Regions from separate parts of the Sus scrofa genome. Here all the other regions are linked to region 1. Evidence: chromatin contacts called from public Hi-C and HiChIP or PLAC-seq data. All regions are on one chromosome and are shown on one strand. Each heading gives the region's core, a stretch centred on a gene start, on an enhancer-like site or on the middle of the called end of the contact. The rest is flanking DNA. Distances are from core to core; before and after follow the strand shown.

Region 1 (6,553 bases), core at 2,203-4,702:
CTCACTTGACTAGATCACTGCTCCTCTTGCTAAAGGCTGAGCAGTGAGACCTGGTCTTGAGTCTCTGTACCTGGAGCATGTGCTTCTCTCGGCCCCACTTTCCTCGCAGTTGAAGCGGGACCCCTCTCCTCTAATCCACACGGTTTGGGTGAAGTTTCCACAAGGTAAGGCAGTTAGGGCAGCGACCCAGCGCCTGGCACAGGAGCCCCTCGCGACATTGCTGTGTCTCGCAGGGCCTGTGAAACAGCGGCCCTGCGCCCGGCACAGCACAGAGTCCGGAGCAGGTGTTTTACTGCACAAGCGCACTGTGATTTGGGGGTGGAAGTGGGTGTAGCGAGAACACTGGCTGCTTCTCTCGGAGAAGGGATGAGCAGGGATGCACGCACAGCCCGCTGTCCACACCCGGGCTCCCGGGGACGTGGGGGATGCGCCCAGCGCCAGGTTCTCACCATGAAGTCAGGGTAAGGCAGGATGTCAAGCCCAGGGACAGTTGCCCAAGAGGAGGAACGGGTTCCCCCAGCCATGCCCCCGCTGTGTGGGGGGCCACAGTTGGCAGTGCCTGTACTTGGTTACCGTGGTCCCCAAAGTCGGTTTTGCACTTTGGTAACAGGACACCCATTTTACCCGCAATGTTTATCCTTTCTGATGGCAAATACACATGCTGGGTTGCTGTTGGTGTAGACTATTTCTTGGCAGCCAGGTCAGGTAGTTAAAATGTCCGTTTATTCATTCGCAAAGCGAGTGACCTGAAGAGAAAAATCCTTTTAATTGAGGCAGAGTTGATTTACGTTGCGTCTGCTGTATAGCAAAGTGATTCAGATAAATATATGTATACACTTTAAAAAAAGGTCTTTTCCCTTATGTCTGATCACAGGACACTGACTGCAGTTCTCTGTGCCGTACCGCAGTATCTCGTTGTCCGTCCCCTCTGTGTGAAATAGCTTCCATCTGCTAAACCCCAACCTCCTCCCCACTGGCCACCACACGTCTGTGCTCTGTGTTTGTGAGTCTGTTTCTGTTTCTCAGATAGGTTCGTTTGTGTCACATTTTAGATTCCACCTATGGGACATTATATGGTATTTGTCTTTCTCTTTATGGCTTATTTCATTCAGCATGATAAAGTCTAGTTGCCTCCATATTGCTGCAGATGGCATTATTTCGTTCCCTTTTGTGGCCAAGTACTATTCCATTGTATATCTGCCCCACATCTTCTCATGAGAAGAAAATCTTAATTGAAATCTGGCTCAATGGAAATACAGTGCACAGTGGTAATACCGCGTTCCCGGAGGACAGAAGTGCTCGGGCACCCCATGTGCCTCTCGTCACCAGGGCTCATGAGAAAGATCCCATTTACTAAAGGGCCTCGAATGCCTCGGGACCACATGCTGACACTACAGAGGGACAGAAAAGGCTGCGCTGAGCTGGACATTTACAAAGGCAAGGAATGAGTTGTAGCTCTTTACAGTAACTACAACGACAGTGTCGTATATGCCAAGAGTTGACCAAAGATTAAGGGTTAGCTCTGCTGCTAGAAAACCCTTCCCTGAAACGAGCTGCAGAGATGTCTCTTGCACATCCCCTTGTTCTGGGGAAGGAGAAGCTCTGTGGAGTGGATGGGTACCCTCAGACAGAAATGAAGGTACTTTTTCTCCATCCTTCCTGGCTCCACCCACCATGTGACACTCTGGAGCATGAGGCACTAGAACCTAACTTGGAGGGAAGAGGTGCTCCAAGCTCCGGTTCTTGGTGTGCAAAGCAAATCTTGGCATAGATCTTTTGAAACAGCTGCTAGTGGTACCTTCCTCACTTCCTGTAATTCCTGCCCTTGAGAGAGTGAAAAGGAGAAGGCAGAAGGTTTACAAAGATAAAATAGATGCATCTAAATATCAGGTGAGGGAGTTTCCGTTGTGGCTCAGTGGGGTACGAACCCAAACAATATCCCTGAGGTTGTGGGTTCGATTCCTGGCCTCGCTCAGTGGGCTAAGGATCCAGAGTTGACAGGAGCTGTGGTGGAGGTCACAGATGCGGCTTGGGTTGGCATTCCAGTGGCTGTGGCCACAGCTCCAATTTAACCCCTAGCCTGGGAACTTCTCTATGCCTGGATGCGGCCCTAAAAAGACAAAAAAAAAAAAAAAAAAAACACACACACACAAACAACAAGAACAACAACAACAAAAAACTGTGACAGCGTTCCCTCGTGGCACAATGGGTTAAGGATGTGGCATTGTCACTTCAGTGGTTCAGGTTGCTACTGTAGTGCTGATTTGATCCTTAGCCTGGGAACTTCTGCATGCAGCCGGCGACCTAAATAAATAAATAAATAAATACTTGTGACATTTTCCTCCTGAAATTGCCACATCTAGGTATCAAGTACATCTTAGCAAGAATATGCCTCAGATCTGTTAGTCTATAATGTCTTCATTTGGGAGCAGCTGGTGACCATAAGCTTTAAGCCCATAACTGAACCATTTAAGTACATTTCTTGCACCGAAGCCAGGAACGCCTTGAACATTCATACATCAGGGTAGCAAAATGCAGTGTCTGTTGCCGGGAAACCAGACCTCAAATGGGCTGTCTTGTGTGAGTTCACTGGCAAGTAAAAATGCATAAAGTGCAAGTTTCAGGCTGGCATGGTGACACAGGGGTCCCTGGAACTTCACTGCCACACTTTAGTGGCAGAAGCCCTTTCTTGTGCACGGCTGAATCCCATCACCTGGCACAGTGCCAATCCTTTAACACAACTGGTTTGAGTGGTGAGATGGGCTTGGGTGTGGCCCCAAGTGGAGAGAAGCCTGTACCATTAGATCGCTTTCCATTCTAAGAAATATTTACTGGATAACGTGCCACACGCTAAGCGCTGAGAACACAGCAGAATAGGAGATTTAGGGTCTACTGTCAGAGGGCAGAGTGTGCAGCTAGTTGGGAAAGGTAGTCAACTAATTTACTTTAGCACAAGTTCTATAAAGGAAAGAAAACAGCGTGATGTGCTAATAAGCAAGGTGCCCAGATCGCAGGTCTTCTTAAACTGCCTCTGAGATCGGGCGGGGACAGCAGAAAAGATTCCTGATCCGCTGTACTAGTGATTCGCCCAGGAAGACCGCAGCAACGGCCAAAAACAGAGCAGCTTTCGGTCCAAGAATCTTTTTTAGGCCCTGGACTGAGTGTCCTTAGGCGGCAGACACGTGGGACCGGACCTGAGGACTCGCCTCGCGCGCGCGGTAAGAGAACCCCTGCCCTCCGCAGGCTCCACCAAAGCTCCGGCCATCTTGGCCGTCCCAGCTGCATCGGTAGAAATCGGTAAGGTCCGAAGCTGCAGTTCTAAAGCGACTTTGAAACACCCCGCCTCCAGTGCGACTGCATCTTCGTCGAGACGGTGGTTCCCCTCCGCCCACCTTCAAGCGGAGACACTCGGGACCCAAACAACCCCCCACGTGTCAGGGGCGGAGCAGTCGATGACGTCACGACGCGCGTGCGCGAGTGGGATCACGCGCTGCCGTACCCTTCCTACGGATCGTAAAGCGCGGAAGGTCGCGGACTCAAGCTTCCCCGGAACTTTTTCGGCCCACCGCCCCGCCCCCTTCCCATTCCCTGTCCCCACCCCCCTTCCGGCCCCCAGGACCCCAGCCAACTGTTGTGGTCGCTTCCCTGCTTCAGCCGGGGTGTGGCTGCTTGCGGAGCTTGTGGAGGCCGGTGAGGTAAGGAGAAGCTCCGGGGGCCGCTCTGGCCTCCGGGTCTGCTCGGACTTTGCCGCCACGGGGCCCTCAGCCCCCCACCCCCGTTCCTGCTGGGGGCTCCCGGCCGCGCTTCGTTTCCCGTGGGTTCTGCCTGGTCCTCCCGCAGGCTCGTCCTGGCGCCGGGACTCCGCCCGCCCGGGCCGACACTGCGTTGCCCGATCTTCCTTAATCTCACCCGCGGCAGTGGCGCCTAGCGGACCGGTGCCCGGCTCCCCGGTTCTTCCAGGCGCCCTCAGCCTAGCCCGGATGCCCAGGACGGCGGGAATGACCTCGTTCCTGGCGCCCCGCCTCGGGCTTGCACACCGCCCCCCCGCCAGCCTCCGCAGCGGGGGTCAGGCTTGTTCAGCTGGGCCAGGTCTGCAGGTGAAATTGTTTTCCCGCGTGGAAACGTGGTCCGCTTGCGCTTAATTAACTAGTAAAACTGCTGCGGAGTCGGCAGTGAAGTTACCTGGAAAGTCCAGGCCGGGGCAGTGAGCTCGCTACTAACGTTTGACCTCTTGGTTCTGATGTGTTTGACCCTGAGGTTTGATTCAAGCATTTTCAAGCTTTTTTCGCCCTCGCTTGTGTAGGGGGATGCGGGACATGGAGTTAGCCTGTGTGAAAGGGACACTTTTCCAGGGCCAGGGATTTGTATTTGTACAGGGATTTGTATTCATTTCTTAAACTAGTCTGATTATCTGGTACACTTGTTGAAAAAAACAGCAACCTGAACCAGCAGGATCAGAATGTTAAGAGATGGACTCTGGGAGGAAGAGTGTGTCTGTGACTTGAGTTTTAAAGCAGGTGTCCCAGGGGGCTCTTGCCGAGGCAGGTGTGGGAAATGATGTGTTCATCTCTGTCTTCTTACCCAGTCTTCCTTGGGACTAGCAGCCCATTTCTCCAGGGTGCTGTGGCCATGCAGAGGAACAGCTCAGAGGGAGTCGGGGCTGTCCTCTTGTTCTAGGTGTAAGCAGATCTGAGCATAACCAGCCCCAGCAGTGAGGTTGTTTAGCAGAAATTCTTCTTAGCAGGAGTTCCCGTCGTGACGCAGTGGTTGACGAATCCGACTAAGAACCATGAGGTTGCGGGTTCGGTCCCTGCCCTTGCTCAGTGGGTTAATGATCCGGCGTTGCCGTGAGCTGTGGTGTAGGTTGCAGACACGGCTCGGATCCCGCTTTGCTGTGGCCCTGGTGTAGGCCAGTGGCTGCAGCTCCGATTCGACCCCTAGCCTGGGAACCTCCATATGCCTCGGGAGCGGCCCAAGAAATAGCTAAAAAGACAAAAAAAAAAAAAAAAAAAGAAAGAAAGAAAGAAAGAAATTCTTCTTAGCAGAAGTTGAGATCGTAATTTATTTTCAACCAGGTGTGTTATTTTACTTTTTCTTTGACATCTTCTGTTTCTTTTCTACTTGCCGTTACCTCCTTGCTCTTAAGCCTTGCTGTTGCTGCCAAAGCTACTGGTATAAACTCTGTGCCTTCCTTTTTCCTTCATTCTTCAAATCCACTGGAAGTCTTTTTCTTTACCACTTCACTCTTTTGAAGGTCATGATGAGCCCAAGGTCAAAAAGCCTTTTTTGGTGCTCAAAGCTCTGGCATTTTAGCATTGTTTCTTCCATCTTGCAACTTTTTATCTGTTATGATGAATGCCACCTTTGTAATTCCCTTTTTCTGTTAGGGGAAGGTAGCACAGAGTAATGCTTCAGTGGCAGACTCTAGTGCTAGACTGGCAGGCTTTGAATTCAGGCTCTGCCAGTCACCAGTGTTAGAGGATCTTGGATGAGTCATTTCACTTCTCTGTGCCTCCGTTTCCACAAGTGTGGAATAGAAATTGTGACACCTCCCTTACAGATTTGTGTAGATTAAACTGGCAGTTGGCGTTCCCATTGTGGCGCAGCAGAGAACCAATGCGCATGGTATTCATGAGGATGAATACTGGCCTCACTCAGTGGGTTAAGGATCCAGCGTTGCTGTGAGCTGTGGTGTCATTTGCAGACGAGGCTCAGATCTGGCATTGCTGTGGCTGTGGCTGTAGCTGTAGCTCCGATTCGACCCCTAGCCTGGGAACTTACATATGCATGGCTGTGGCCCTAAAAAGGAAAAACAAAAAAACACTACCTTAAAAAAATCCTTTCACGTTATTTATCTATCTCTCAAATCCGGGGTCCCAGCCTTGAGATCTGAGTCCCATTGAATTTTTTTTTCCATATCCTTTGTTTTCTGTTCTCATTCATTCATCAAGTTGTGTCTCCAAGGTGCCTCCAGTGAATGCTGGGAAGACGATGCTCAAGTTATAACTGGTCCCTCCTCTCAGAGAGCTCTGTTATGACAAGGGCCTAAAGGCTTCTGCTTTCCGGGTGCTTCTTAGCTGCCACTTGCCATGTTTTTCCTGCTTTATCTGCTTTAGTCTTGCAGCAGCCGTGTGAGGTCAGTGTTCCTGGCCCATGTTACAGATGAAGAGTCCTAGGCACAGAGATTGAGTAACTAGCTGAGAGTCATACAGCTCATGCAGGGCGAGGTAGATTTTCAAACCCGGATCTGTCTGCTTCTAGAGTCTGTAGTCTCCTTAGCGGCTTGCTGTTTTGCTTCCCTGACTGACTAACAGACCGTTACACAGTGTGGCTGGCTCTGAGCTGGGGGACATGCAGGGTGTTTGGGGGCACATAGAAGAGTCAGCTAACCAGGTGTTAGGGGAGAGTGGGGACAAATAAGATGTCAGGCTGAGAGCTGCGGGGACCATCTTTATTTTTTTAACTATGTTTTTATCATTTAATCTCAGGTAATTTCTGTGACCAGAATACAAATTATGTGACAGTTTTTTTTTTTTTTTTTTTTTTTTTTTGG
Region 2 (6,553 bases), core at 1,435-3,934, 510 kb before region 1:
GTCTTCAGAATGTCATGTCAGGTGTCCCATTTAGGCTGTTCTCTCCTGATACATTGCCTTTTTTTTTTTTTTTTTTTTGTCCTTTTGCCATTTCTTGGGCCATTCCCGTGGCATATGCAGGTTCCCAGGCTAGGGGTATAATTGGAGCTGTAGCTGCCAGCCTACACCACAGCCACAGCCACTTGGGATCCGAGCTGCGTCTTTGACCTACACCACAGCTCATGGCAACGCCAGATCGTTAACACACTGAACAAGGGCAGGGACCGAACCCGCAACCTCATGGTTCCTAGTCGGATTCGTTAACCACTGTGCCACGACGGGAACTCCTACTTGCTTTTAATAATTTTTTTTTTGTTTTTTTTTTTTGTCTTTCTGCCATTTTCTTGGCCTGCTCCTGTGGCATATGGAGGTTTCCAGGCTAGGGGTCGAATTGGAGCTGTAGCCGCCAGCCTACGCCACAGCCACAGCAACGTGGGATCCGAGCTGCGTCTGCAACCTACACCACAGCTCACGGCAACGCTGGATCCTTAACCCACTGAGCAAGGCCAGGGATCGAACCCTCAACTTCATGGTTCCTAGTCGGATTCGTTAGACACCGAGCCACGACAGGAACTCCCTACATTGCTTTTATAAAACATAATTCTGCCAACTGTATGCCTGTTGTACAGTGACCGACTGCCCCATTTGCCCATACCGAGCAGTTTCCACGGTTGGTCACCCTAACCTGTTGACAAATCTGTTTCCCATTGTTTCCAACTCTCCAGGAGGGAATGGAAGGCTTCTTATCTCTATTCATGCAATGGCTTGCATGTAAAAGCAGCATTAATATAAACACAACAGTAAGTTGTGGCTTAGCTGGTTATGAACCCTGACTGGTATCCATGAGGATGTGGGTTTAACCCCTGGCCTCGCTCAGTGGGTTAAGGATCTGGCATTGCCGTGAGCTGTGGTGTAGGTCGCAGATGCAGCTTGGAGCCTGGTGTAGGCCACCAAAAAAACCCAATAGGGACAGTTTACACTTGAGGATTGGTTATATTCCAGGCCTTGTGGTTAATGGTTAACTCCTTAGGACAACCAAATGAATTTTCTCCTTCTGTAGAGAAACTGAGGCTAAACCAGTTAAGCCCAGGATTTCAGAGGTTGGAGCTGAGGAAGAGAACTTAGTGGCCATTCCCTGTATTAGCATAGCGGTTTTCCAACTTTTTGATCTCAGGTCCCCTTTGCACTTTTTTTTTTGGTTTTAGTTTTTGGCTGGGCCCATGGCATGGAAGTTCCAAGGGCCAGGGATGGAATCTGAGCCACAGCAGTGATCCTTAACCCACTGTGCCACCTGGGAACTCCCCCTTTACACTCTTGAAAATTATTAATGATCCCCCCAAACTTTTATGTCTAGTTCATCAGATATTAACACTAATAATTAAAAAATTTTGGCATTCCTGTGGTGGCGCAGCAGAAACGAATCCTACTGGGAACCATGAGGTTGCAGGTTCGATCCTAGCCTCCCTCAGTGGGTTAAGGATCTGGTGTTGCCGTGAGCTGTGGTGTAGGTTGCAGACGTGGCTCGGATGTGGTGTGGCTGTGGCTGTGGCGTAGCTAACAGGTCCAATTAGACCCCTAGCCTGGGAACCTCCATATGCTGTGGGTGTGGCCCTAAAAGGACAAAAGACAAAAAAAAAATTAATTTACACGTCAATGAGCGTTAACATTAACAATACATTTTGTAAATGAAAAGTAACTTTATTTTCCAAAACAAAACAGCTTTAGTGGGAACAGTGGCAACTTTCTTTAATGATTGGCTTAAGAGAAAAATCCTAGATTTTCACACCTGCTTCTACATTCAATCTGTTACAAATGTGTATTAAGGAGTTCCCGTCGTGGCGCAGTGGTTAACGAATCTGACTAGGAACCACGAGGTTGAGGGTTCAATCCCTGGCCTTGCTCAGTGGGTTAAAGATCCGGCGTTGCCGTGAGCTGTGGTGTAGGTTGCAGACGCGGCTCGGATCCCGCGTTGCTGTGGCTCTGGCGTAGGCCGGCGTCTACAGCTCCAATTCGACCCCTAGCCTGGTAACCTCCATATGCCGCGGGAGCGGCCCAAGAAATAGCAAAAAGACCAAAAAAAAAAAAAAAAAAAAAAAAAAAGTAGTAACTAACCTGTGAAAAACACTGTGCATTTGTGAAGGAAAAAGAAAAAAGCAAATAACTTCTTAGTATAACAGTGACATTTTTTGCCTTCGTAGACCCCCCTCCCCCAGGTCCCTAGACATTTTAGCTGGCGCTGCTGTACTGTATAAAACTGTATTGAATCGCGCATTTACCCTTTTCAATGCCTTTGCGCCAGGCTTCGAGGTAAGAGATAATCATTGGTTTGCACTAATGCTCAGCTTTGGTTTTTATGCAGTCTGGGCCTTGCCATTGACACCGTCGAGGAGACGGATTGGAAAAACACGCACCTCCCCTCGGCCAAACTCTAACCTGCAAGCTCTTCCCCGGTTGTCCATACTTTGGACTACAACTCCCGGCAGAGCTCGCGGCAGGGGGGGGGGCGGTATCCGCAGCCGCGAGGGGCGAAAGTGACCCACGCCGTGACGGAGTGAAGGGGGTCGTACCTTTTTCGGGGGGCAGGCGCCGTGCCACAATTGGAGGATCCGGGAAGAGGGGGTGGAGCCAGTGTTTGGGTCAGCCAATAGTTTGCGGTCAGGCAGAAGCGAGGACGGGGCGTGGCAGCACTGACTCGCGGGCTGCGTGGGGCTCGCCGAGCCCAGGAACGCGGGTGTCTGAGGTAGGGACGCGTAGTTCTCGTGTCCCGACGGCTGGGCGCGGAAAATGGCGGCGAGATGGAGCAGCGAGAACGTGGTGGTGGAATTCCGCGACTCCCAGGTGAGCTGGGGACCAAATGGAGCCTTCTGAGCATGCGCCCTTCCCAGTTCCCCTCCCCCACGCTGCCGGGTCTGTCTCAGGGCGGCTGGCGACCCCCAGCCCGGGCTGGGGAGATGGTCAAGGGGGTGACCTGGAGGTGTCAGAGCTGAGTGGATGAGGGTTACCTTGAAGACCGTTGGGGGTGGTTGGGGCTGCCATGGGCGAGGTTTCGGGGTTTCCCTCGTGGATACAGGAGTGGGGTCGGCCTGAGGATATCCAAGTGCAGATATTGCGCTCTAGTGAGCGCTGAGGGAAGGCTTCCCACCACCGGAGTGGAGAGCGAGGGGGTGTTTGCTCCCCCTGCACCTAGTGACTTTGGGCAAGTTGCAGAACTTCTCTGAGCCTTAGGTAGATGTATTGAACCCTGCCTCACAGAACTTTGATGGAATGGAGTTAATAAAAAACTGCACGCGAGGTGCCCGTTTCAGCGCTTAAACCTTTAAGTGGTCTCTGATGCTAGGGTAGTGGAAGATACCGCGCAGTGAAGAGGCGTATGCATTTCGTGTGTTGCTCGGTTCGAATCCCAGCTCATATCTTAGCCTGTCATCACCCTTTGTGCATCTTTTCTCACCTGTAAGAGGTGCCAATTGTGTCTCTCTTAAAGGATTGATGTGAGAATTTTTATGAGGTCATACACTTAAAATGTGTGGCACAGTGCTGGACACATGGTGAGCCTAAAGGAAACTTAGTACTTTTTTTTTTTTTTTTTGTCTTTTTGCCATTTCTTGGGCTGCTCCCGCGGCATATGGAGGTTCCCAGGCTAGGGGTCCAATCGGAGCTGTAGCCGCCGGCCTACGCCAGAGCCACAGCAACGCGGGATCCGAGCCGCGACTGCAACCTACACCACAGCTCATGGCAACGCCGGATCGTTAACCCACTGAGCAAGGCCAGGGATTGAACCCGCAACCTTGTGGTTCCTAGTCAGATTCGTTAACCACTGAGCCACGACGTGAACTCCAAGAATTTTTTTTTTTGAAGTTCCCGTCATGGCTCAGCGGTTAATGAACCCGACTCGCATCCAAGAGGATGCAAGTTCGACCCCTGGCCTCGCTCAATGCGTTAAGGATCCGGTGTTTCGGTGAGCTGAGCTGTGGTGTAGGTCACAGACACAGCTCTGATCCCCTGTTGCTGTGGCTGTGGTGTAGGCCGGTGTCTACAGCTCCGATCCGACCCCTAGCTTGGGAACCTCCATATGCCGCAGGTGTGGCCTTAAAAAGACAGAAAGACAATAATAATAATAATAATTTTTTAAACCGTTTTTGTATTCTGTGCTTTCCATATGCCCAGCCTTGTGCTAAATGGTATATATACATTTCCTTTTTCTTTTTTCATTTTTTTTCTTTTTTCCTTTTTAGGGCTGCACCCACAGCATATGGAACTTCCCCAGGCTAGGGGTCAAATCCAAGCTACAGCTGCCGGCCTGTACCACAGAATCCAGATCTGGGCCTCATCTGTGATGTACAGCTCACTGCAATGCCAGATCCTTAATCCACTGAGCGGGACCAGGGATCGAACCTGCATCCTCATGGATACCAGTCGGGTTCGTTACCTTTGAGCCACAATGGGAACTCCCTACATTTCCTTTTTCTTTTTTCTTTTTTTTTTTTTGTCTTTTGTCTTTTTTGTTGTTGTTGTTGTTGTTGTTGCTATTTCTTGGGCCGCTCCCTCGGCATATGGAGGTTCCCAGGCTAGGGGTTGAATCGGAGCTGTAGCCACCGGCCTACACCAGAGCCACAGCAACTCGGGATCCAAGCCGCGTCTGCAGCCTACACCACAGCTCACGGCAACGCCGGATCGTTAACCCACTGAGCAAGGGCAGGGACCCAACCCGCAACCTCATGGTTCCTAGTCGGATTCGTTAACCACTGTGCCACGACGGGAACTCCTACATTTCCTTTTTCTAATTCATGAAAGAACCATGCAAGATAAGTAGATGTCACCCCATTTTTTCAAATGGGGAAACTGATCCTCATTTGGCTGATCTCAAGTGACGTGGCCAAGGCCTCCCATTATGGGGCTGCATTGGGATTTGATTGCAGCATCTGGCCCCAGGGCTTCATTGGACTCATTACATTCTCTGCTTCATCCTTTGTGAGCCTGTCATGCAGTCGTTCCACAATAAATATGTCATGCTCTTTTTTTCCCTGCGACAGGCAGTGTCTTGTTGGCTATCTTCATTCATTCAACCATATTTATTGAATGCCTTCTTGGTGCCAGGCTTCCATTCACTCATTTATGCAGTGGGATTTATTGAGCTTTTGGCAGGTGAATAATGTGCCAGGCACTGTGTTGGTGCTCAGGTGATTTATACTGAAGGGGAATCTAGGTTTAGGATAAGGGGGTGATGTGATTTTTCCTTTCTAAAACCCAGCCCTTCTTTTGCCATAAAAATGAACGATTGGAGATCCTCCCATGGTTTTGCTTTTTGGTGCTCTGGATACACAGCCCCCATGGAAAATGTGAGCAGCCACATTTGCATTAAAGAATCCTAAAGCTCTTTGCACTGTTAGCATGTGTCTCCAGGAGGCCTGCTCTCCCGGGGGAGGTGCCAGACTCCTGGGGAAAAAGAACCGCATTCTTGTTACCCTTCTTGTTAATTGCTTTCACCGGGGACTCAGAACAGAATCACGTGTCCTACCTCTGAGCCTGCTAATTTGGAAGTTACTAATCTGCAAACCCTTTAATTTTCACAGAAGCCCAGGTAGTCTCACCCCTACTTCTCTACAGAGATGTAATTGAAAAGACCTGCAGAGAGAGCGCTGTCACACAGATTAGGATGCTATGAAGTCGTATCAAATAATTAAACCTAAACAGCGGTTGTCATAGTAAGAGAACAAAGTAAATTGGGTAATTTAACTGCCTTGCAGGAGTTTCTGTTTCTCTCTCTGATTTTTCTGTTCATTTGGAAGGGTACGTCTTAGTGAGAATTAACATGGCTTTGTGATTAATTTTGGTGATAATTGGGGGGGTTAGGGACACATTTTATTAACAATTCATTAATGCAGAAAGGAAAAAGTTAAAACACTTCACACTGCCTTTCTGAAAAGGCTAGAACAATAAACTTTCAAACACCCCACCACTTTTATTTATTTATTTATTTGTTTATTTATTTATCTATCGTCTCTTAGAGCTGCACCAGCAGCATATGGAGGTTCCCAGGCTAGGGGTCCAATTGGAGCTGTGGCCCCTGGCCTATGCCACGGCCACAGCAATGCAGGATCTGAGCCACATCTATGACCTACACCACAGCTCACAGCAACGCCAGTTCCTTAACCCACTGAGAGAGGCCTGGGATCGAACCTGCATCCTCATGGTTGCTTGTGGGGTTCGTTAACCACTGAGCCACGATGGGCACTCCGCCACCGCTTTTAAAAATCATTAAAAGGGAGTTCCTATTGTGGCTCAGTGGATTACAAACCCGACCTTTATCCACGAGGATGGAGGTTTGATCCCTAGCCTCGCTCAATGGGTTAAAAACTCTGGCATTGCCATGAGCTGTGGTGTAGGTTGCAGATGAAACTCAGCTCTGGCATGGCTATGGCTATGGCTATGGCTGTGCCCTGCTATTACAGCTCTAATTTGACCTCTACCCTAGGACCTTCCATGTGCCACAGATGTGGCGCTCAAAAGCAAAAAA
Region 3 (6,553 bases), core at 2,130-4,629, 340 kb after region 1:
CTGGCATTGCCACAAGCTGCAACACAGATGGCAGATGCAGCTCAGATCCAGTAGTGCTGTGGCTGTGGTATAGGCCTCAGCTGCAGCTCTGATTTGACTTCCAGCCTGGGAACTTCCATATGCACAGGTGTGGCTGTAAAAACAACAACAAAAAAGAAAAGGATTACCTTGGCCAAGTCAAGCTGACGGACTTTACTGGACACATTCTCAGCTAGGTTGCAGGTGAAGGTGATCATTCCAGCCAGCTGCTTTGCATCTCCTTCAATCAACTGCAGGTTGGGACTAGAAACATACATTGTCGGCACATATATCCATTCGGGTAGATAGTAGACGGAGACATGGAAGAACTTTTTTGTAGACGGAAACTATGTCTTCGACTTCTTTACGACTCTTAGCTCCATTCCTTCTATTCACAGCTTTTTCTCAAGAGTGTTTTATTGAAAACTCAGTTCTATACTTAACAAAAAATTAATTTTTTTTCTTTTTTGGCCATGCCCAAGGCATATGGAAGTTCATAGGCTAGGGATTGAATCCGAGCTGCAGCTGAGACCTATGCTACAGCTGGAGCAACACTGGATCCTTAACCCACCATGCCACAGTGGGAACTCCAAAAAATAAATTTCTATAACTACAAAGGACATCCCTAAATATGTACTGCCAAAGAACTAGAGTACAGACTCTCCCAGTTGCTAAGTAAGTATAAAATTCACTAACCAACAATCTAAGAAGATGATGAAATCAAAGAGCAATTTTTGATCCTTAGGCTAGGGATCAGATGTGAGCCACAGCTGCTACCTATGCCACAGCTGCAGCAATGCTAGGTTCTTCACCCACTTTGCTGGGCTGGGATCGATCCTGCAGCCCAGTGCTTGAGAGACAATGCAGATCCCGTTGCGCCGCAACAGGAACTCCCCAAATGATGTTAATACTTGCTGGTCCAAAACCACTTTGAGAACAATTTGACTACACTCTTAAGTATTCACTTTACTTGGAGGTAAATCTCCTTTACAATTCAAACTCAACTTGCATGGTAAAACAGAAAGGAAAAATAATAACATCCAACGGCTCCTGATGGAATTTATTTACTTAAAAATTTTATTTATTTATTTTTTGGCCCCATGGCACATGGAAGTTCCTAGGCCAGGGATTGAGTTGTGCCACAGCAGTGACAATACCAGACCTTAACTCGCTGTGCCATAGAGAAGTCCCTAATAGAATTTAAATAGCTTGTCCTGATATGTAGACTCACCCCATCCGGTGGAGAGTGACCATTTTACTTTCAATGGTGTTTTGCTGTTCCAAGAGAGCATCCAGCTCTCTCTCCACCACTTTCTGAAAGACAGAGAAACATTCTTTTGTTAGCATGGTCAAAAGGAACCCTAAGCATTATCTAATCCAACCACTTAGCTAAAGGGTAAATCCCACTTCAAATGTCTTCTTTCCTTTCACTAAACTCCTATAGAACTTTAACAAACAATACTTCATTTTTGCACTTATCAAATTAAATAATGTTACCTTATGTGTATCTTATTCCATCTAGGAGATGAACACCACGGAGGGAGAAAAGAAACCTTTATTCAATTTCATTGGCAAAATGCCTCACACAGGAAGGCATTTAAAATATAAAGGATAGGGAGTTCCTGTCATGGTTCAGCAGAAACAAATCTGACTAGTAACCATGGGGACCCAGGTTTGATCCCTGGCTTCATTCACTGGGTTAAGGATCTGGTGTTGCTGTGAGCTGTGGCGTAGGCTGGTGGCTACAGCTCTGATTTGACCCCTAGCCTGGGAATTTCCATATGCTGCGGCTGTAGCCCTAAAAAAGGGAAAAACAAACAAAAACCAAAACTAATATTGTTCTGTCTGTAAGATCAACTTAATTTTTTTCCTAACATACTGACCGATTCAATGAATGCAAGCTTAGGAATGTTAAGAGTATTGAATTTTATAAAGTACATCTTGCTGAAAAGTCTATCGGCATTGGTATAAATTAATACTTGAAAACTCTCAAAGAGAGTTCCCGCCGTGGCTCAGTGGAAATGAATCTGACTAGGATCCATGAGGATGCAGGTTCCATCCCTGGCCTCCCTCAGTGGGTTAAGGATCTGGTGTTGTCACTGCAGTGGTTTGGGTTGCTGCTGTGAGGGGATTTGACCCTTGGCCTGGGAACTTCTACATAGAGTGGGTGTAGCAAAAAAAAAAAAAAAAGTACTGACGGGAGATCCTGTTGTGGCTCAGCAGTTAACAAACCTGACTAGCATCCATGAGGATGCGGGTTTGATCCCCGAACTCAAACAGTGGGTTAAGGATCCAGCAGTGCCAGTGACCTGTGGTGTAGGTCACAGACACCGCTTGGATCTAGCATTGCTGTGGTGTGGCATAGGCAGCAGCTACAGCTCCGATTCCACCCCTAGCCTGGGAACTTCCATATGCCGCGGGTTCAGCCCGAAAAAGTAAAAAAAAAAAAAAAAAAAGTACTGACAGCATTAAGTTTCATGGAAAAGTGAGGAAGGCTGCTGGACATAATATAGCCAGTGCCCCTGGTTTGACGCTATGCAGGGGTAGCTACAAGAACTGAAATAACTTATTCACGATTAGACAGTTGTTTCTGAGTTTTAACATCTCAAGATTCTACAAAGCCCTGCATTGAACTGAAACGCTAAAATTACACCCCCAAATCATTTCCCACAGTAGAAAGTCTTAAAACGCTTTGTTTATTTACAATGATTTCTTGCTGAAATGAGGTAAGGTGAAAGCGTTTCATCACTTTAAAATTTATAAGCCCTTACAACAAAGCCTTTATTCTTATTATGAAAAGCAAGCGTGTGAGGAGATGCCCTTAAGTCTAACTTTAGGACCGCGGAGAAATCTAATGATTAAGGGCCAGGGAAATCAACAGGGGGCGGGGCAGATCGCCCAGACAACACGAAAATATGCTTGGGGGCATCAGACGGAGATGTCGGATCGCCCCAATTACATTCAACCACACTCCTGCTTCTCGAGTAGATGCTTTTTTTGTTTCCTCGTAAAGAAAAGAACTTCCCACAGCCCTGATTTCCCAAGAATGACGGCTCCTAGGCCCACTGCCCCTGTATCCTCCTGGAAAGAGAAGCTCAGCCCCCCACCTCCTCGCCGCAGAGCCGTTCGTACACAGCCTCCAGCTCCTGAAGCTCAGTCAGAGAGCGAATGAGCTCTGTGGAGATTTCCGAGCAGCGGCCTCCTCCCACGCCTTCAGGCGGCGGAGGCACCCCTGACAGCTTCTGAGGAGAATCGAGGTCCGCCATCTTGATTCCCATTCCGCGCTTCCGGCCCTGGGAGGCCCCCTCCTCGTAGGCGCGCCACGTCCTTGGGGCTGCCCACGGGAGTGCCTAGTGAATTTGTATATATGTTTTTAAAAGCCTACTTAAAAAGGTCTATTAATTCCCTATTTTCCTGGGAAAAGTGACAGTCATAAAAATATGTTTAAGTAATTTTTCGTGCGGCGTGGAAGCAAGACTGAAGCATTAAAGAGATTTATATGTACATTCTTCAGGCGCCGGTTGAGGACCTTTTTTCCGTCGCGCGCCAATCGGAAGGTCCCTGTTTTAGGAGCTAATGGCGGATGCCGGCGGCTTGGGCTTAGCGGCGGATTAGGCCTTGAGGGGACTGAGGATCTGTTGGATATCTGCGCCATCCTCCTGGCTTCAGGGTAAAGAAGCAGCTTTCTGACCTCCCTAGGCCTGAAGAGGTGGAGAGCGGCCATGTAGAAGGGTGGGCCGAGCCTTTTGTAAGGGTTTCTGAGAGAGTTTAGGCCCGAGGACTATGGGCAAGCGTCTAGGAGGTGATGGAGGGGAACGCAGGAGGGCAGCTTCACGAACTTGTGTTTCGCGACCGTTCGCACTGTGGGAACTAAGCCTAGCTCAAAATAAGCTTTCTAGAGACTGCGTAGCTTTTAGGCTTTGGGGGAGATGTAAGAAGGGGCGGGAGAGACGTTTTCCACTGGAGAAAGTAAACGGCACACCGACGGGGAGGTGAAAGATCAAGGGTGTTAAAAGTGTCAAGGACGGAAACAGTCTTTGAAATCTAGACCCTTTGTATTTGTGCTTTGGTGCTTGGGCAACTCATTTCCTTCTTTGATCCTCAGTTTATCGCTTGCAAAAATGGGGATAATTATATCTATCTTGAAGACTTTGCAGAGTTTAAATGCGGTGATGTTCTTCTCGTACATGGAGAAGGGGTGGAGGAGCAATCACAGGCTCATTTCCTAATATTCATAGACAGCAGGTAGAATTGGGGGAAATCAAAATTTACCAAGTTTTGGTCGTTACTAGTTTCCGGTATGTAGTGCTTGGTTGATCTTCCTCTGAAATGCAATTTCCCTTGTTACCCAAGATAAAAGAATAGTTGGGGAACCTGGGTCCAGCTAGGTTTTGGGAAAATAAATTCCAAAGTTTGTACTAGATGCTGTTAGTTGTAAAGGAACTAGAAAGTAGGCTGAGTTTTTCAGTAAGTTATAAAGGGCGAAAAGTAGCCTAGGAGAAGGTTTTCCAAGCTTCCGAAGTGGTCTTTGGTTTCCTATGTTTGTTTTCTGAAAGATTCTGTATCTTTCATACAGTCAACCCTACAATATAGATCACATTCACAACAAGGTAGGGGTTTCGTTGTAAATTTTGTTCTTGATAACTGCAAGTTTGAAATTATGTTTGAAATTTTATAACTGGAGTGAGATGCAAGAGAATAAATTATGTCTGAGACTCCATTCAACTTTTCTCATTTAACAAAACCAAATTTGCATGCTAATTACAGATACAATTGTAAGCTTTGAACTTCTCGAGATTCTTTGCTTTTGTCTCTGAATAATTGAGGGAAAATAGTTCAGTTTATTTTCCAGTGGTAAATGTATAGGTACTTTTATGGTGAAGATACCTCAGTTTGCAGTCTTGAGTCCTAAGAAGAATCCTTTTCTTTGTATATTCTTTTGTGGAGGCTTCATTCTGGGGTCGCATTTCGGTTTTTAGTTTTTGATGATACATAAGTTTAAATTCTAAATTTTAGTCACTCCTTAAATATAGAGCTGTATAGGAGATGCAAATGAAAACTACACTTAAGTTACCAGTTTTTTGTTTGTTTGTTTTGCTTTTTAGGGCTGCACCCAAGCAGCATATGGAGGTTCCCAGGCTAGGGGATCTAATTGGAGCCATTTCTGTGGCCTGCACCACAGCTCCACAGCAACTCTGGATCCTTAACCCACTGAGCAAGGCCAGGGATCAGAACCCGAAACCTCATGGTTCCTAGTTGGATTCATTAACCACTGAGCCACGATGGAAACTCCCAAGTTACCAGTTTTTATCTGTTAAATCAGCAGAGGTCTGGTTGTGGAGAATTATAGAGACCCATATATTGCTGGAGATATATTGGTAGAGCTTCTTTGGAAGGTAATTTGACACTGTCTCTGAATTTCAAATATATGAGGTCCTCAATCCTGAAATTGGATTTCTAGCAGTTAATCTTAGAGATACTGTTAATGCACTTATAAATGGTCTGTATATGAGTGATTTTCTTTGTAGCAGTGTTTATAATTGCAAGAGATCGGGAAGAACCTAAATGTTCCTCAGGAGAGTGTTGGCTAAATAAATCCTAATAGATGCATTCAGTGGAATACTCCACAGCCTTAATATAAAAATGAGAAAACATTTTGCTTACTGCTATGTCCAAGATAGGTAAAGTAATTAAAAACAGTTGCACCATAATGTGAGTGTATGATTTATGGTACCCAACCTTTAGTTAAATAGAAGGGATAAAATACAGCGTTAATGTATGTTTTTTTTTTGTACATACAGAAAATATCTGTAAGGACACGGTATAACTTGGTGAAATTGATTCGTCCAGGGAGGAAAAACTGGATGGCTAGGGCATGGGTGGAGTGAGCTTTTTGCTGTGCTTTTGAATTCTGAACCACGTGAAAGTAGAGCCTATTCAAATACAAGTAAATATAGATCTATGTGGTTTTGAGACAGTAAAATCAAATGGTGTTGGATTAATGGTACAGATTCCAGCTCCCAATGTTTTTACTACTACTACTTCTTCTTTTTTTTTTTTTTTTTTTTTTTTTGTCTTTTTAGAGCAGCACCCGTGGCATATGGAGGTTACCAGGCTAGGGGTCGAATTGGAGCTACAGCTGCTGGCCAACGCCAGATCTGAGCCGCCTCTTCGACCTATACCACAGCTCACAGCAGCGCCGGATCCTTAAACCCACTGAGCGAGGCGAGGGATCGAACCTGAAACCTCATGGTTCCTAGTCAGATTCGTGAACCACTGAGCCACGACGGGCACTCCTGTTTTTACTACTTATGTAATCTCAAGGAGACAATTTAATTTCTTTTTTTTTTTTAATTAAAGAATAGTTGATTTACGGTGTACTTTTTCAGCTCAATTTCATCTGTAAAATTAGTATAATGAATACTTTATATGTGTCTTGTGAGATTAGAAACAGTATGATTGATGGAACATTGTAAATCAACTATAATAAAAATTTTTTTAAAAAAAGAAACAGTATGAAGCATAGTGCCTGACA
Region 4 (6,553 bases), core at 2,952-5,451, 260 kb before region 1:
GCCAGGACATGGAAACAATCCCAATGTCCATCGACAGATGATTGGATTCGGAAGATGTGGTATATATACACAATGGAATACTACTCAGCCATAAAAAAGGATGACATCATGCCATTTGCAGCAACATGGATGGAACTAGAGAATTTCATACTGAGTGAAATGAGCCAGAAAGACAAAGACAAATACCATATGATATCACTTATAACTGGAATCTAATATCCAGCACAAATGAACATCTCCTCAGAAAGGAAAATCATGGACTTGGAGAAAAGATTTGTGGCTGCCTGATGGGAGGGGGAGGGAGTGGGAGGGATCGGGAGCTTGGGCTTATCAGACACAACCTAGAATAGATTTATAAGGAGATCCTGCTGAATAGCATTGAGAACTATGTCTAGATACTCATGTCGCAACAGAAGAAAGGGTGGGGAAAAAACTGTAACTGCAATGTATACATCTAAGGATGACCTGACCCCCTTGCTGTACAGTGGGAAAATAAAAAAAAAAAAAGAATGATTTGGATGTTTATGGTCTTTTGTGATGCCATATTTTTTTTTTTTACTTAATGACTTTTATTACATTTATAGGTGTACACAATCATCACAACCAAATTTTATAGCATTTCCATCCCAGACCCTCGGTGCATCCCCCCACACCCCCAACCTGTCTCATTTGGAAACCATAAGTTTTTCAAAGTCTGTGAGTCAGCATCTGTTCTGCAAAGAAGTTCATTGTGTCCTTTTTTTAGATTCCATGTATAAGTGATAGCATTTGATGTTGGTGTCTCATTGTCTGACTGACTTCACTTAGCATAATTTCTAGGTCCATCCATGTTGCTGCAAATGCTGTTATTTCGTTCCTTTTAATGACTGAGTAATGTTCCATGGTGTATATGTACCACATCTTCTTGATCCACTCCTCTGCCGATGAACATTTAGGTTGTTCCCATGTCTTGGCTATTGTATATAGTGCTGCAGTGAACATTGGAATACCTGTATCTTTTCAAGTCATGGTTTTCTCTGGATAGATGCCCAGGAGTATGGTTCCATATTAATTTTAGAGTTGTTTTTCTATACCTATAAAAAATGACATTGGGATTTTGATAGAGATTGCATTGAATCTGTAGAATGCATTGGATAGTACATACTTTTTTTTTTTTTTTTTTTTTTTTGGTCTTTTCTAGGGTCACACCTGCTGCATATGGAAGTTCCCAGGCTAGGGGTTGAATCAGAGCTACAGCTGCTGGCCTGTGCCACAGCCATGCCAGATCCAATCCGCATCTGTGACCTACACCACAGCTCACAGCAATGCCAGATCCTTAACCCACTGAGTGAGGCCAGAGATCGAACCCGCAACCTCATGGTTCCTAGTCAGATTCGTTAACCACTGAGCCACAACAGGAACTCCAGTACATACATTTTAATAAGATTAAGTCTTCCAATACATGAACACTGGATATGTTTCCATTTATTTTTAGCTTGTTTAATTTCCTTCATCAGTGTTCTTAGAGTTTTCAGTGTATAAGTCTTTTACCTCCCTTGTTGATTTATTCCTAAGTATCTTATTCTTTTTGGTGCTATTGGAAATGGCATTGTTTTCCTAATTTCTTTTTCAGACTATTTGTTTTTAGTGTATAGAAACACAGCTGATTTTTGCATGTTGATTTTGTATCCTGCAACTTCACTGAATTCATTTATTAGTTCTAACACTTTGAGGGGTTTTTTTGGTGTTTGTTTTTGCCACACCCCATGGCCTGCAGAAGTCCTCAGGCCAGGGGTTGAATCTGCATCACAGAAGCAACCTGAGCCACAACAGTACTGGATCCTTAACTGCTAAGCCATCAGGGAATTCCTGGATGTTTTTTTCTTGGCTAATTGCTCTGACCAGCACTTCCATTGTGTGTTGAATAGAAGAGGACATCCGGAGTTCCCCATCGTGGCTCAGTGGTTAATGAATCCGACTAGGAACCATGAGGTTGTAGGTTCCATCCCTGGCCTTGCTCAGTGGGTTAAGGATCCAGCGTTGTTGTGAGCTGTGGTATAGACTGCAGACTCAGCTTGGATCCCTCATTGCTGTGGCTCTGGCGTAGGCTGGCAGCTACAGCTCCGATTGGACCCCTAGCCTGGGAACCTCCGTATGCCGTGGGTGCAGCCCCAGAAAAGGAAAAAGACAAACAAACAAACAAAAAGAAGTGGACATCCTTACATTGTTCCTGGTCTTGCAGGAGAGTGTTCTCTTTTTCACCATTAACTATGATGTTAGCTGTGGGCTTGTCATAACTGGCCTTAATTATGTTGAGATAATTTCTTTCTATTCCTAATTTGTTGACAGTTTTTATCACTAAAGAGCGTTGGATATTGTGACATGCTTTTTCTGCACCCACTGAGATGATCATATGTTTTTATCCTTTTTGTGTTAACGTGGTGCATCGCATTAATTGATTTTCATATGTTGAAGTGTTCTTGCATCCCAGGAATAAATCCCACCTGGTCAGAGTGTATGATCCTTTTCCTGTGTTGTTGGATGAGGTTTGCTGGTAGTTTGTTGAGGATTGTTGTATCTGTGTTCATCAGGAAGATTGGCCTGTGCTTTCTTTCTTTTGGTCTCTTCGTCTTGCTTTGCTATCAGGATAATGTTGAACTTGTAAAATGAGCTTCAAATCATTCTTTCCTATTCAGTTTTTTGCAAGAGTTTGAGAAGGATTAGTGTTAATTTATTTATTTTATTTATTTTATTTATTTATTTTGTCTTTTTGCTATTTCTTGGGCCGCTCCCACGGCATATGGAGGTTCCCAGGCTAGGGGTCCAATCGGAGCTGTAGCCGCCAGCCTACGCCAGAGCCACAGCAACGGGGGATCCGAGCCGCGTCTGCAAGCTACACCACAGCTCACGGCAACGCCGGATCGTTAACCCACTGAGCAAGGGCAGGGACCGAACCCACAACCTCATGGTTCCTGTCGGATTCGTTAACCACTGCGCCACGACGGGAACTCCTAATTTATTTTTAAATATTTGATTAGTGAAGCCATCTGGCTCTTGGCTTTTCTTTTTTTGGGAGGTTTTTGATTTCTGATTCAATCTCCATTACAAGTCTGTACCAACTTGTTATTTTTTCATGATTTAGTCCTGGTAGGCTGTATGTTTCTAGGAATTTATCTAATTTCTTCTATTTTGTTGGCTTGTAATTGTTCATCACAGTCTCTTTTGATCCTTTCTATTTCTGTGACATCAATTGTAGTGTCTTTTACTTATGATTCCATTCGTTTGAATATTCTCCCTTTTTTTCTTAGTCTAGCTAAGAATTTGTTTGCTTATCTTTTTTTGTCTTTTTGCCTTTTCTAGAGCTGCTCCCACAGCATATGGAGATTCCCAGGCTAGGGGTCCAGTCAGAGCTGTAGCCGTCGGCCTACGCCAGAGCCACAGCAATGCGGGATCCGAGCCGCGTCTGCAAACTACACCACAGCTCACGGCAACGCCGTGTCCTCAACCCACTGAGCAAGGCCAGGAATGGAACCCACAACCTCATGGTTCCTAGTCGGATTCGTTAACCACTGTGCCACGACGGGAACTCCTTTCTATGTTTTTGGATTTTCTATTTCATTTATTTTTGCTTTTATATTTGTCATTTCCTTCCTTCTGCTAATTTTTGGCTTAGTTCTTTTTCTAGTTCCTCAACATGTGAAGTTTGGTAGTTTGAGGTCTTTCTTCTTTTTTATATAGGTATTTATTGCTATGAAAGTCCCTCTTAGGGAGTTCCTGTCGTGGCTCAGTGGTTAACAAACCCTACTAGTATCCATGAGGACTCGGGTTCGATCCCTGGCACTGCTCAGTGGGGTAAGGATCCATCATTGCCGTGAGCTGTGGTGTAGGTTGCAGACTCAGCTCAGATCTGGTGTTGCTGCGGCTGTGGTGTAGGCCAGCAGCTGTAGCTCTGTTAGACCCCTAGCTTGGGAACCTCCATATGCCGCAGCTGCGGCCCTAAAAAGACAAAAGACAGAAGAAGAAAAAAAAAGAAAAAGGAGTTCTCATCATGGCGCAGTGGAAACCAATCTGACTAGAAACCATGAGGTTGCAGGTTCGATCCCTGGCCTCGCTCAGTGAGTTAAGGATCCGGCATTGCCGTGAGCTGTGGTGTAGGTCACAGACACGGATCGGCTCTGGCGTTGCTGTGGCTCCGGTTAGACCCCTAGCCCAGGAATCTCCATACGCCGAGAGTGCGCCCCTAAAAAAAAAATTTTTTTTTTAAGACTCTTTGTCACCTAACTGGTGATCTATCCAGAGCAAAACAGAAGCTGCCTCTTGCTCCAGAGCTTCATGCTCTCCAGCTGCCCACAGAATCTGGCCGAAGCTAGTCTCCGCTGATGCCATATCCTTGTTGAGCTTCCTCCACCCCAACCCCAGCCCTACCTTACTCTATCCTGAAAGCCTTCCTTCAGTGAATCACATGCGCCTGATTCTCTTTCTCAGACTCTGCTTCTAGAGAACCTGACCTAAGATAAGAGGAAAACGGATGATGCAACAGATGGAGGCCGAGAGCAGGGGAACTCGAATAAACACATCAACAGCCCCAGACATCCTCCACCAGGTCTTCATCCAAAAAGTCTTCTCATACAATCCAATTCTATCCTGTAGCGGAAGCAGACTGATGAGTAAATGAATGACCTTCCTTCTGTACTTTCTAGCTGGGGACACAGCTACCGGCTGTAAAACATGACACATCAAAACACAAATCTCTGCCATGACCTCCGAGAAGGAAGGTCATTTAAGTGTATCTCTTCCTTCACTCCCTTCCTCCACCCCCAATATTTTCATACAGCGAAGCAGACACAAGAAACTTCTCTCCAGCTCTCAGTGCTTTGCTCATCTAATCTTTCCCATACTTTGTCCTGATGAAAATCCTTTCCTGAGCTCTTGTTCTTTTCTGAATCCCCAGCCCTAAGGAGAGCGCCCGGGCACCAGGAGGGTGCTGTAAACAGTTCCTGACGGAATTGGGGAAGGAGGGGAGTGTGAAAAGGGCAGGAGGAGGATACCAGGAGGAACCACCGGGAAAGGGCTTTGAGGGAGCCAAGGCCCCCTGAGCCCGTTGGCTGCAAGCGCCTTGTGAAAGCGCAGAGGCGGCGGCGTGTCGGACTTCCCAGCCCTCGGGCGGGCTCCAGACCGCGAAGCGGCGGCCGAACCAGCGGATTGGGGGCCCGCCCGCAGAGGCGGGGCTCAGTCCAGAACCCCGGCTTCCCCGGAAAGGAAAGGCCTGCCAGTTCCCCGGCGGCGTCCCGAGCAGCCTAACGCAGCCAGAGGGAGCGCGGGGCGCGCGGCACCCACAGCCACAGCCGAGGGCAGGGGGCGCTGGGACGCGGCCCTTTCCAGGGGCTTCGGGTTCGAAGACTTCTTCCCCCAGAAGGAAGGCAGTCGTCTGAGAAGCCGAGGCGTCTTCCCGGAAACCGTGCACGGGACGCCCTCGGGAAGGACGAAGGTGAGTCCGGGGGGCTTCCCGGGACGCGCGCGGTCCCCGGAGGCGGCGGGGCAGAGGGGCGCAGCCGGATTCCCGGGCAGAGCCGGGAGAAGCGGGGCGGGAGGCGGGGGTGACTCCCAGTCCCATTTCCTGGAACTCGGGACAGAGTTGGTTTCTCTCCTCCGCTCTGAGGGTGAAGCCGCCCACTTGGGTCTCTAATGACTTTCTACAAAAGACGCGGCGGAGAGCTGGCATCCGGGCGCTGTCGTGGTGGACGGGTCTGGGGAACCCGGCTTAGAATTGTCCAAGCCGCCCTCGGCGCTCCACGCCAGGCTGAAGGTGGAGAAACGGCCAAGAGAGAGGGTCCGGATTGCTGATTCATGAACTTTTCCGGTGCCTATTTTAGGCACAAAGAGAGAAACCTGGTATAAAATGTCATCAGAAAAGTGCTTGATGCCATTTTTGTGGAGAGGAGGAGGAAATTAGAGTTCTTTCTGAATTTATACTGTTACTACCATTTTAAGATTTTTCACTTTTAAAATCAGTAACTTTGGAGTTTCCTGATGACCTAATGGGTTAAGGATCTGGCGTTGTCTCTGCTGTGGCATGGGTTCAATCCCTGGCCTGGGAAATTTCACGGGGTGGGGGGGGGGCACAGCCAAAAAATAAAATTAGTAATTTTTACCCCTCGTTTTTTTCTGCAAGTAATATATGAACATATTCTTAATACAGTTGTTAGCAGTTTTACATAGTATAAATAGCACCTCAATGAGCATCTTAGTATTGCTCTATCTGTATACATTTGAGCTTTTCTAAAGCACAAGTTCTTAGAAATTCACATTAAGTATATATGTATTTATATTCCCTTTCATCCTCTTGGTATCTTTATCATATATTCAATAAGCCCTAAACAATTGTAGTTATTAAAATTTTCTTTTATTTTTTTGCTTTTTTTTAGGGCCGCACCCACGGCGTTTGGAGATTCCCAGGCTAGAGGTCACATCGGAGCTACAGCTGCAGGCCTACACCAGAGCCACAGCAACGCCATATCCGAGCCGCACCTGCAACCTATACCACAGCTCACGCCAAGGCTGGATCCTTAACCCA

What was found. A called contact is a pair of places that touch in the nucleus more often than the background predicts. HiChIP or PLAC-seq counts read pairs in DNA pulled down with a chosen protein or histone mark.
Region 2: a Hi-C map of liver shows a contact between it and region 1, with 4 times the contacts expected there. The contact joins the promoter of WDR59 here to the promoter of PDPR in region 1. A contact is called at or near these places in 1 of 5 promoter capture datasets (liver) and 2 of 47 Hi-C or Micro-C datasets (heart right ventricle and liver).
Region 3: an H3K27ac HiChIP or PLAC-seq map of alveolar macrophages shows a contact between it and region 1. The contact joins the promoter of SF3B3 here to the promoter of PDPR in region 1. A contact is called at or near these places in 2 of 47 Hi-C or Micro-C datasets (heart right ventricle and skeletal muscle) and 1 of 2 datasets of contacts at active chromatin or transcription factors (alveolar macrophages).
Region 4: an H3K27ac HiChIP or PLAC-seq map of alveolar macrophages shows a contact between it and region 1. The contact joins the promoter of MLKL here to the promoter of PDPR in region 1. A contact is called at or near these places in 1 of 5 promoter capture datasets (liver), 2 of 47 Hi-C or Micro-C datasets (both in embryonic fibroblasts) and 2 of 2 datasets of contacts at active chromatin or transcription factors (alveolar macrophages and skeletal muscle).

Annotation. Positions count from the first base shown.
Region 1 is chr6:13,183,925-13,190,477 of Sscrofa11.1, forward strand. PDPR (pyruvate dehydrogenase phosphatase regulatory subunit, mitochondrial) reads left to right here and starts at 3,453. Exons shown (of 20, transcript XR_002344509.1): 1 at 3,453-3,695.
Region 2 is chr6:12,679,482-12,686,034 of Sscrofa11.1, forward strand. It overlaps WDR59 (WD repeat-containing protein 59), which reads left to right and starts at 2,685. Exons shown (of 28, transcript XM_021093785.1): 1 at 2,685-2,877. The coding sequence starts at 2,824.
Region 3 is chr6:13,521,140-13,527,692 of Sscrofa11.1, forward strand. It overlaps SF3B3 (splicing factor 3B subunit 3), which reads left to right and starts at 3,380. Exons shown (of 26, transcript XM_021093803.1): 1 at 3,380-3,688. COG4 (component of oligomeric golgi complex 4) reads right to left here and starts at 3,303. Exons shown (of 19, transcript NM_001244337.1): 1 at 3,126-3,303; 2 at 1,250-1,332; 3 at 168-282. The coding sequence starts at 3,296.
Region 4 is chr6:12,919,645-12,926,197 of Sscrofa11.1, forward strand. MLKL (mixed lineage kinase domain-like protein) reads left to right here and starts at 4,202. Exons shown (of 11, transcript XR_002344504.1): 1 at 4,202-5,467.